Regions from separate parts of the Hordeum vulgare genome. Here region 2 is linked to region 1. The links are chromatin contacts, called in public Hi-C maps. All regions are on one chromosome and are shown on one strand. Each heading gives the region's core, a stretch centred on a gene start, on an enhancer-like site or on the middle of the called end of the contact. The rest is flanking DNA. Distances are from core to core; before and after follow the strand shown. Region 1 holds the start of LOC123397704 (receptor like protein kinase S.2). Region 2 holds the start of LOC123397735 (kinesin-like protein KIN-4A).

Evidence for each region. Hi-C and Micro-C count contacts between places; a contact is called where the count stands out from the background.
Region 2: a Hi-C map of seedling shows a contact between it and region 1, with 5 times the contacts expected there. The contact joins the promoter of LOC123397735 here to the promoter of LOC123397704 in region 1. A contact is called at or near these places in 2 of 6 Hi-C or Micro-C datasets (leaf and seedling).

The regions. Positions count from the first base shown.
Region 1 is chr5H:349,939,176-349,944,373 of MorexV3_pseudomolecules_assembly, reverse strand. LOC123397704 (receptor like protein kinase S.2) reads left to right here and starts at 2,321. Exons shown (of 1, transcript XM_045092240.1): 1 at 2,321-5,198. The coding sequence starts at 2,552. The coding sequence ends at 5,104.
Region 2 is chr5H:350,505,661-350,510,858 of MorexV3_pseudomolecules_assembly, reverse strand. It overlaps LOC123397735 (kinesin-like protein KIN-4A), which reads right to left and starts at 2,809. Exons shown (of 25, transcript XM_045092271.1): 1 at 1,906-2,809; 2 at 524-670; 3 at 1-148. The coding sequence starts at 2,028.

The sequences.
Region 1 (5,198 bases), core at 1,072-3,571:
GGAGTATAAGCGCCTGTTCGGACTCCCTCCACGGAGCGGAGTACGCGGAGCTGCATTTTAGGAACTCTCCTAATTAACACTGGACGGCCACTCCGCTCCGGCGCGGAGTCGCGGAGCGGAGGGAGTCCGAACACGTCTTAAGTCTTTTAAGACATTTTATTAGAAAACTATATACAAAACAAAATGAGTGAATCTACACTCTAAAATATGTCTATATACATCCGTATGTAGTTTCTAATAGAATCTTTAGAAAGACTTATACTCTCTTCGTTCCAAAATAACTGTCTCAAGTTTAATACAACTTTATATTAAAGCTAGTACAAAGTTAAGACACTTATTTTGAGAAGAAGGGAGTAGTTTGCATTATGCTTAGCACTAGGCAAAGCTACTACACGAAATATACGTACGTCTGCATGTCGAGAGCTGGTAATCCTGCGATTAGAGAAGCGGACGTTGCGGAAGGATTCAACGCAGCGGCGACTTTGGACTCGGTACAATAAAAGGATTGATTCAAATATACTTCAATATTCAGTCGACTTACATCTGGTCGGTCCCTAATTTTGGTCCTTGGGCGAACGCGTAAAGCCAATGGCCACCGTTTTTAGCCGCAAAAATAGAGGAAAAAAACAGCCACCATGTTTGGAATCAGTCGGTGATCAGGCCTGTTTATTAGCTTGCGGAGAGGCATTTTCTATTTGATGCCACACGTTTAAGTATACGTGTATTTTTGTTAACTGACGTCTGTGACGTTCGTAAATAGATTGATCCATTCAATCGTCCGTTGAGGATTTTTTTCTAAAAAATCTACATTTTTTTTAAATATGGATAAACTTTTTTAAATTTCAACGAAATTTTTTCAAGATTGAAGAATTTTTTTCTGAAAATAAATGAACCTTTTTCTAAAATATGACGATGTGGAACCACTTCGTTGTGAGCACTTGGCTCTAACCATCCGGCCATGACCCGATTTGTGTAATTATATTACAGCCCAACATTTTATTGTGTATGTCAGTTTGGTTTTTTTGCTTCTTCTTTTCTATCATTCCTTTTTGTTTTCTTTAATGTGCCTTTTAATAAAATCCATGAAGCTTTTTATTTTGGCTTTTAAAAAAAATGAGTGTTTTAAAACCAACGGGCTTTTCTTTTAAATCAATGAACTCTTTCCAAATTTGATGAACTATTTTAAAATTTTGTGAACCTTTTCCAAAATCGGTTAATTCCTTTTCAAGTTTGATTAACTTTTTTAAGACTGGACAAACTTTTTTCAAAATCAATGGTTTTTTTCAACTTTGATGAACTTTTTCTAATTCGGTAAATTTTTTTTTTCAAATTTGTTGAATTGTTTTCCTATTCGATGAACGTTTTTCAAATTCAATGAAAATTTTCAAATTAGGTGAACTTTAAAAAAAATCATGATCTTTTTTAAAATCTGTGAAAATTTTAAATTCACAATTCTTTTTGTTAATTACGAGTTTTTCATTTTCTTTCATATTTAATCAACAACTGACTGAAGTGAGCCCCCCACCGGTGATCGATGGAGCAAACCCACCAAGCGCTCGCTTATATGGTCTAGCCGACGGGGTGATGGTGCGTGGGCGTCAGCTAGGGAAATTGACACTTGCAACGCTAATTAGGAGCTCCCCGAAAAACATGGAAGCAGATGAAATTTTTGCTCAATGACTAGGGCTTGTCTCACCGTTGGACCCTGTTAAAGAATTCATCCGATTAATCAGTTAACTTGTCGATTAATCTCTATTTATAGGGTCACCGAGTAGCCAATAAACTTATAGTTCGTCCGATTAATTCTTTAAGATTATTAATCACCTACACGCCAGCTAACCGAGCAGCTACGAGTTAACGATTTCCTTAACAATGTTGCTGGAATGTAAATTTGAGCGATTTCCACGCCTTGACGAAAAAAACCTCTAATAATTAAATAATGACAAACGTTGAAACGCATTGCTAGAACCGGCTTATTGTACCATAGGAGACATCGTAAATAATGGCTAGCGTTGAAACAAACCCCTAGCGAGCACCGGCTTGACACAATCATACCACAGGAGACGGTAGGAGAAGTGTGTCGTCGTGTTCCACCCGGCCGGCCCGTGACCTCACCGGCCGGCACCACCAAAACCCATGTGAAAATACGTGGCCGGAAAACCATTCTCCGATCGCGCGGCCTCTCCCTTTCAACGAGCACCCCCCACCTGCCATCCAAGTCAACCGAGTGAGCCACCCACCATGAATGAGCTGCATGCCACCACCCGAGCTACCTAGGCCAACTCCTTATGCTTAGCCGTCGCACGCCACACTAAACCTATCGCCGCGCCTAAACCAAAGTCCTCTTGTCATCTTGTGTCACCTTTCCTATCCTATCCCACCTGCCCCCCACCGCTCCGTGGCCACGCGCGCGCGCGCACTCGCCATTCCATTCCCCACTGATCAAGACCTCCACCGGCAACTTTAAACGCCGCACGCTCGCGGGCACCATTAATTATGCCCGGCTGACATCCCCCTGACACGCACGTACCATCTCCCGCCCAACGCGTCCATGTCGCTCCGCCGGCTGTGCTTCGTGCTGCCCATGGACGGGGACGAGGTCCTCGCGGCCTCGGCTGACGACCACGACGACGACGATGCCCGGCGGCGCCCCGGGGAGAAGCTGAGCTCGTACGTCCGCGACAAGGTCGGCCGCGCGCTCTCCTGCCTCCGCTGCGGCTGCCACGACTCCCGGTCCGCGAAGATGAGCTTCGAGGACATGGACGGCGTGTACGAGGTCGGCGCGAGGAAGATCAGAGGCGCGACGGGGCCCAGGGTGTTCAGCTACTCCGAGCTCTACATCGGGACCAGCGGCTTCAGTGACCAAGAGGTCCTCGGCAGCGGCGGTTTCGGCCGGGTGTACCGCGCCATGCTGCCAAGCGATGGCACCACGGTGGCCGTCAAGTGCGTGGCCAGCGTCGGCGTCGACCGCTTCGAGAAGTCGTTCCTGGCGGAGCTGGCCGCGGTTGCCCGGCTGCGGCACCGCAACCTCGTGCGCCTCCGCGGGTGGTGCGTCCGGGACGAGGAGGAGCTGCTTCTCGTGTACGACTACATGCCCAACCGCAGCCTCGACCGCCTCCTCTTCGCGCCGGCCTCGGCTGCGCCCGCGCTCGGCTGGGACCGGCGGCGCCGCATCGTGGCCGGCCTCGCCGCCGCGCTGCTCTACCTGCACGAGCAGCTCGACACGCAGATCATCCACCGGGACGTCAAGACCAGCAACGTCATGCTTGATTCCGAGTACAACGCTCGGCTTGGCGACTTCGGCCTCGCCCGCTGGCTTGAGCACACCGTGGAGGACGCGCCGCCCACGAAAAAGCTCGAGCTGCTGCCGTCGCCGCCATCCGTTCGGTCGACGTCGTCCTTTTCTTCCTCAGCCAACTACCAGTTCCGGCTGATCGACACGAGCAGGATCGGCGGCACCATCGGGTACCTCCCTCCGGAGAGTTTCCAGCGCAGGGGCGGGGCCACGGCCAAGTCCGACGTTTTCAGCTTCGGGATTGTGCTATTGGAGGTGGCCACCGGACGTCGGGCGGTCGATCTGGCCTACCCAGACGACCAAATCTTCATGCTGGATTGGGTACGCCGGCTGTCCGACGAGGGAAAGCTGCTCAAAGCCGGTGACCGCAAGCTGCCGGAAGGCGCGCGCGCCATGTTCGACATGGGCCGGTTCATCCACCTCGGCCTCCTCTGCTCGCTGCATGACCCGAGGGCTCGTCCTACCATGAAGTGGGTGGTGGAGAACATCTCCGGCAGCTGCTCCGGCGACCTCCCGGCGCTTCCGTCCTTCTTAGCACTCCCAAAGTACATCTCTCTCACCTCATCCTCCTCTGACTCCGGTACATCGACAACAATCGCCGGCACGAACAGCACAGCCACCTCTGCCTCGTCGACGAAGCACATGTACGCCACAGCGGCTGGTACCACCATTTACCTCACTGCTGAAGACGGCAGGTCGCCCACCGGCGGCTCGGGTGAGAATAAGAGCGGCAACAGCCAGCGATCGTCGCCGCGGCCAGCGGTGGCGGTTCCAACTGTGGACACTCCGCGTGAGATATCGTACAAGGAGATCGTGGAGATTACCAACGACTTCTCCGAGTCGCAGGTGGTGGCGGAGCTGGACTTCGGGACAGGGTACGAGGGCTTCTTGGACAACGGCAATGGCGGGCGCGTCCACGTCCTCGTGAAGCGGCTGGGCATGAAGACGTGCCCGGCGCTGCGCGTCCGGTTCGCCAACGAGCTCTGCAACCTGGCCAAGCTGAGGCACCGGAACCTGGTGCAGCTGCGCGGGTGGTGCACGGACCATGGCGAGATGCTCGTCGTCTACGACCACTCCCCGGGGAACCTCTTGAGCCACCACCTCATCGTCCGGCACAGCAATTCTGAGATACTCTCGTGGCGCCACAGGTACGGCATCGTGAGGGCGCTGGCGTCCGCCGTGCTGTACCTGCACGAGGAGTGGGACGAGCAGGTCATCCACCGCAACATCACATCGGCGGCGGTGTTCCTGGACCCGGACCGGAGCCCGCGGCTGGGCAGCTTCGCGCTCGCCGAGTTCCTGTCAAGAAACGAGCACAATAACCCCCACGTGGTTTTGCCCACCGGCTCAGGCTCGGCGCGGGGCATCTTCGGGTACATGTCGCCGGAGTACATGGAGACCGGCGAGGCCACCACGATGGCCGACGTGTACAGCTTCGGGGTGGTGGTTCTCGAGGTCGTGACCGGCGCGATGGCGGTGGACATGAGGTCGCCGGAGGTGCTCCTCGTAAGGAAGGTGCAGGTCGGCCAGGAGCAGGACGTCCGTGACGTGGAGGCGCTCGCGGACAGGCGGCTGGACGACAGGTTCGACCGGCGAGAGCTGGTGCGGCTGGCGAAGCTGGGCATCGCGTGCACGCGGTCGGACCCGGCGGCGCGGCCGACCATGAGGAAAATCGTGAGCATTCTGGACGGCAACGACGAGGTGCTGAGCAAGTTCGAGCGGGCGATGGAGAGCAGGGAGGACTGGGAGAGGAAGAACGCGGCGGCTCTGTCCTTGGTCCGGAGATTGCAGGCTCTTGGCATACACTGAAACATGCACCGCAGCTAATGTACTCTGAGAATTTACAATCCTGAGAAGAGGCTGTCATATGTTTCTTTGTTGATATGCAATTTTTTTTGGCGCA
Region 2 (5,198 bases), core at 1,560-4,059, 570 kb before region 1:
CGATGAACGAAACACGAAGCTGGAAGTCTACTTGGTTCTTGAGCTTGTCAATCTTGTCGAACAACGCCGCCATGGCTCGCGGGATGATCCCGACGTGCGTCGCCTCCTTGCACGCCGTCCCCATGGTGTACGTCTTCCCCGAGCCGGTCTGTTGAATTGAAAAAAAAAACAAGGACAATATTTTAGACCAGAAATGAAATGATCAGCATCCTATTTTGCGGGATTTTATGGTAAATTGCCAAATGAGCCATCGACATTTTGCTTGGGGTTTTGCTTGTGGGGGCAAGCAGCCTGCCCCATAATGGCCAGCAGAAACAGCTGGGGCTGGAAGAAAAAGGTTTGCAGCCCCAGCAGCGCCACATGATGTGCTGCTGGCTTTTTGCCACCCCCCAACGTGGTGGTCCAGGCGCCATATCATATGGGTCTTTGCTTGCTCTCTGAATGAATGGCACATGGGACTGGGACTGGGGCTGTGGGGTGGGGTGGGAAAAAAAATGAATGAATGATTGACCGAGTGACTGACCTGGCCGTATGCGAGCACGGTGGCGTTGTAGCCCTGGAAGAGTCCCTCCACCAGCGGCGCCACGCACTCGTCGAACATGGCCGCCGACGGCGTGCCGGAGCTGCCGTAGACGTGGTCGAAGGTGAAGGAGTGGGTGCCGATCTGGACCTGCATTCATTCAACAGATAATAGTAAGTTAGTGTACTCTCCAACAGCATCTCATCATTGCCTTGCCAACGCTACTAGTAATAAAGAGTTGGACGGAAAGAAAGTCACTTTCCATCTACTACCCATCTTGATTCTTGACCCCCAAAATGGCTCAACAAAAAAGAAATTATCACACACACAAAGAGAGAGAGAGAGAGAGAGGGAGAGAGAGAGAGAGAGAGGGAGAGAGAGTGATCAAGCTGAGATTGGTGGGAAAGCCAAGGAAGATGAGGAAGAATGTGCCACTGACAGCTGGAGTTGCATGCAGATCATTCACAAGAGGAAATAAAATATTACTCCACTACATAGGTGAAAGTAAGATAATAAGCCAGATCTCACTCACCCAGGCTCAGGGTGGAACTGAGAGAGAACCCAATCCATGAGAATTTGGGGAGATTTTTATAACAAATGATGATAAAAAATCCTTCTCAAAGAAGAAACGGAAAGAGGCTTGAATTGGGAGAGGTGAAAGGGACCGGATCATCAAACAAACACCCGGGAGTGCAAGTGCGTGACGCTGACAGGATTCCTGCCCAGATAAAGAAGAGCAACGAACGCCATCAAGATCGGACGCAACTCCGCACCAGAAATGCATGAACAACTCTGGCACTGCCGACAGGGGAAATTTCTCCAGAAAGGAGAAGGGAAAAAGGGGGCCGCCCATCCCTGTCACGGGGTGCTAAATCGGGAAAGCAAGCAAGCAACCGAGATTCTCGCCGCCGAATTCGAGATGTTCTTCATGGCCGGAATTGAGGTGGATCGGTTGGTTTCTTGTGATGTGAGGTTGGCTGTTCTTGAGTCGGACGGTCAGAGAGAAGAAACAGAGGAGGTGAAAAAAGTATTCTTCTTTTGTTTATTTCTTGGCGAAATCTGGTGCTGCAATCCTCAAACTTGGGTGGAAAATGTCAAATCCGATCTCTGAATTTCAGGAAACCGAATAAAAAAAACGCAGCCGTATGGTTTCTCTTTCCTTTTTTTTTGTAATATAAGAAAACACAAGAGAATTTATCGTACTGGCAGAATTGGATTGAGCAGTCAATCAATCTATCTATCTAGTCTCTGAACTGAGACATGTACTGCCACCAGTGAAGAAACCAGAAACAAGAAAGAGAGGGGGGAAACACAAACACAAACATTCCATCAGGAAAAAAGCCTAGTAAATTGAGTGAAGAAAGAAGAAGAAAGCTCGGTGTTACCTGCGGCTTGCCGGGCACGACGGTGACGCAGTCCTTACAGCCCTGCAGCTTCTCGTCGCCGATGAGCGGGCGGGCGTGGACCGCCACCTTGACGCAGCAATCCTCGCCGTGCTCCATTGTCATCTCGGCTGCTGCCACCGATCATACAACAACAACAACCACCACCACAAGCAGGGACGCGACGACGCACCAACCGAGAAGAAGGTGTGCTGTTGGGAATGCGGCCGGGTTTTCTTTTCCTCTCTTGCAACAAGGCAATAAGACAAGGCAGGAGGGAGGGAGGGAGGGAGGGGAGGAGTGAAGCAAGGATTAAAGGGAAGGGAAGAGGAGATGGCGACCGGTGAGTAACAGCAGCGGCCACTACTAGCGCCGATCAATCCTCCTGCCCCTGCCACACCATCATCATGGTTTCTTGGGTTGTACTGCAATCCCTCTCTCTAGTCTCTACCCGTGGATGGATGGATGGAGCCGGGGGATTCAGATGGAGATGGGTTTCAGGTGGATGGTGCGTGGTAAAAAGGGAAAAAGGAGAAAGCAAAGCTCCGGGGGAACTTGACCCTCACTCCTGCGCAAGCGAGCAAGCAAGCGAAGCCCAACCACTTCCACTTCCACCACCGGCACGGCACACCGCCGCTCCCTGCCTCCCTCGCTGATCCAACCGCCGCGGCTCCACCGATCTCTACAAATGCTGCTGCTCTTGCTCCGAGAAAGCCAGGCCAATCTTGGGACTTGGATCTTGCTGTGCTGGGTGGTGGTGTTCTTGGGATGGAGGGAGGGATGATGGAACGGGAGGGCGTTTGGTGGTGAGTGGAAATGCAAATGGAGGAGGAGGACGATCGATGTGCTGTGCTGTGCTGGGCTGGGTGTGTAGGTGGGGGTGTGTGTGAGGCTGAGGCCTCCCCTTTAACCAATTATTAATCTTTCTTCCCTTGGCCTTGGCGCTTTCTTTTTCTGCTTTTGGTGAGGGCCGGGGGTGAGAGGAGAGTGCTGCTGCTGCCGCCGCCTGCGAACGAACCGTGAATTCTGTGATTGTTACCACTGTCTGTGTCCATCTGCCTGTCCCTGCAACAAGGACGCCCCATCTCCATGGTTGTTAGCCAGCCACCGCACTCCGCTCCTATAACAGCTGAAAAATATAGGAGTATATATGCTCCTGCCCTGCCCGATGCGTATGATTTTGCAGGCGCCATGTCTCCCTGCCTGCCCCTTGAGGGGTACTCATTTTTACGTGCAAAAATCATGCTACTACCAATTTCAGGAGCTTTGAAATCTGAGTTTAATTGGAACGTCATTGCTCCTAAAACCACTCTCTCCCTTCTTTCATGCAAGCACTTTATACTAGTATTACCTGTTCAAGCACAAAAAAAATGCGGGCAACCTATTCAAGTTTTTCATGTGGTTCCTGCCAGATGGAAGCGTTCCTACTCTCCCTAAAGAGCCGCGTGGGTATATATTGATCGAGGCAGGAAGAGCCCCTTGCCGTGGCATACAAGGTATACCCAATCGCTAGGATATGGGTTCGGTTAGAGATAGAGATAGATACAGGAGGAGGAGGAGATAAGTAGTTGAGATTACAATATATCTCTAAGTCTAACACCCTTCCTTAATCTCAACTATCCTACATTAAGACTCTTCTTGAATTCCTCGGATGGCTTGACTGGCAAGGCTTTAGTGAATCCATCTGCAACTTGATCTCTGGAAGGAATGAAGGGTATGTCTAACTTCTTTTCTGCAACCATTTCTCTGACAAAATGAAAGTCAATTTCTATATGCTTTGTTCTGCCATGAAATATTGGATTTGCATAGAGATATATGGCTCCTAGATTGTCACACCACAAACATGACACATGATGTTGTTTAACTCCTAACTCATTTAGCAATGATTCGAGCCAAATGATTTCAACAGTTTCATTAGCCAATGATTTATATTCACCTTCAGTACTTGACATGGATACTGTGGCTTGTTTCCTAGCACTCCAAGAGATGAGGTTAGAACCAAAGAATACTGCAAATCCTCCAGTTAACCTTGTATCATCACTGCATCCTGTCCAGTCAGCATCAGAGAAGGCACTAACAAGAGTGCAATTGGAACATTTAACTTGGAGACCTAAGCTCACAAAATGCTTTATGTACCGTACAATTCTTTTAACGGCTACCCAATGTACACTAGTAGGTGCATGAAGATACTGACAAACCTTGTTAACAGCAAAGGAAATATCAGGTCTTGTTACTGTCAAGTACTGTAGGGCTCCTACTGCACTCCTGTATTTTGTGATCTCTTCTTCTTTCAGTGGCTCACCTTCAAATGCTGAGAGTTTCTCTGAAGAGGATAATGGTGTGGGTGAAGGCTTACAGTCTTTCATCCCCATACGAACTAGAAGTTCAGTGGCATATTTTTCTTGATTCAATACTATGCCATCTTGAATCTTCTTTACCTCAATGCCCAAGAAGAAGTGTAGATCATCAAGATCCTTTAATGCAAATTCTGAGCTTAAATCATGCAAAAGGGCATTAGTGGCACTTTGTGAAGAGCTTGCAACTATAATGTCATCAACATATACTGATACAAATATAGTTGTGTTTGCCTTGTTATAAATGAACAAATAAGTGTCAACTTTGGATGCAACAAAGCCTAGGCGCTTTAACTGAGAGCTTAACCTTGAGTACCATGCCCTTGGTGCTTGTTTGAAGCCATAGAGCGCTTTATCAAGCTTGCATACATAATGAGGTACCTTCTTGTCAACATACCCAAGTGGTTGTCTTATGTAAACCTCCTCTTCCAGAACATCATGCAAAAACGCGTTTTGAACATCTAGCTGTCTCAAACTCCATCCCCTAGACACAGATATAGCTAACACAAGTCTAATAGTTGCAGCTTTAACAACGGGACTGAAAGTATCCTCATAGTCCAAACCATATCGTTGCTTGAAGCCTTTTGCAACCAAGCGAGCTTTATACCTGTCAATGGGGCCATCTGCTTTTCTTTTGATTCTATAAACCCACTTACAGTCAATAATATTTATACCTCTCTATTCTGGTACAAGATGCCAAGTCTTGTTTCTCATGAGCGCTGAATATTCTTCATCCATTGCATTTTTCCATTTTGGATCTCCTAGTGCATCCTCCAATTTTCCTGGTTCTCCTGCGATACATAACATGCCATATGGAATAGTACCATCAGTTCGGACTTTTGGATTTTTTATACCTTTTTGCGACCGAGTCATGACACGTGAAGTTGTAACTGGTTGAGGTTGACTTCGTCGTGTGCGTGCTGATTGTGCCACAGGAGATGG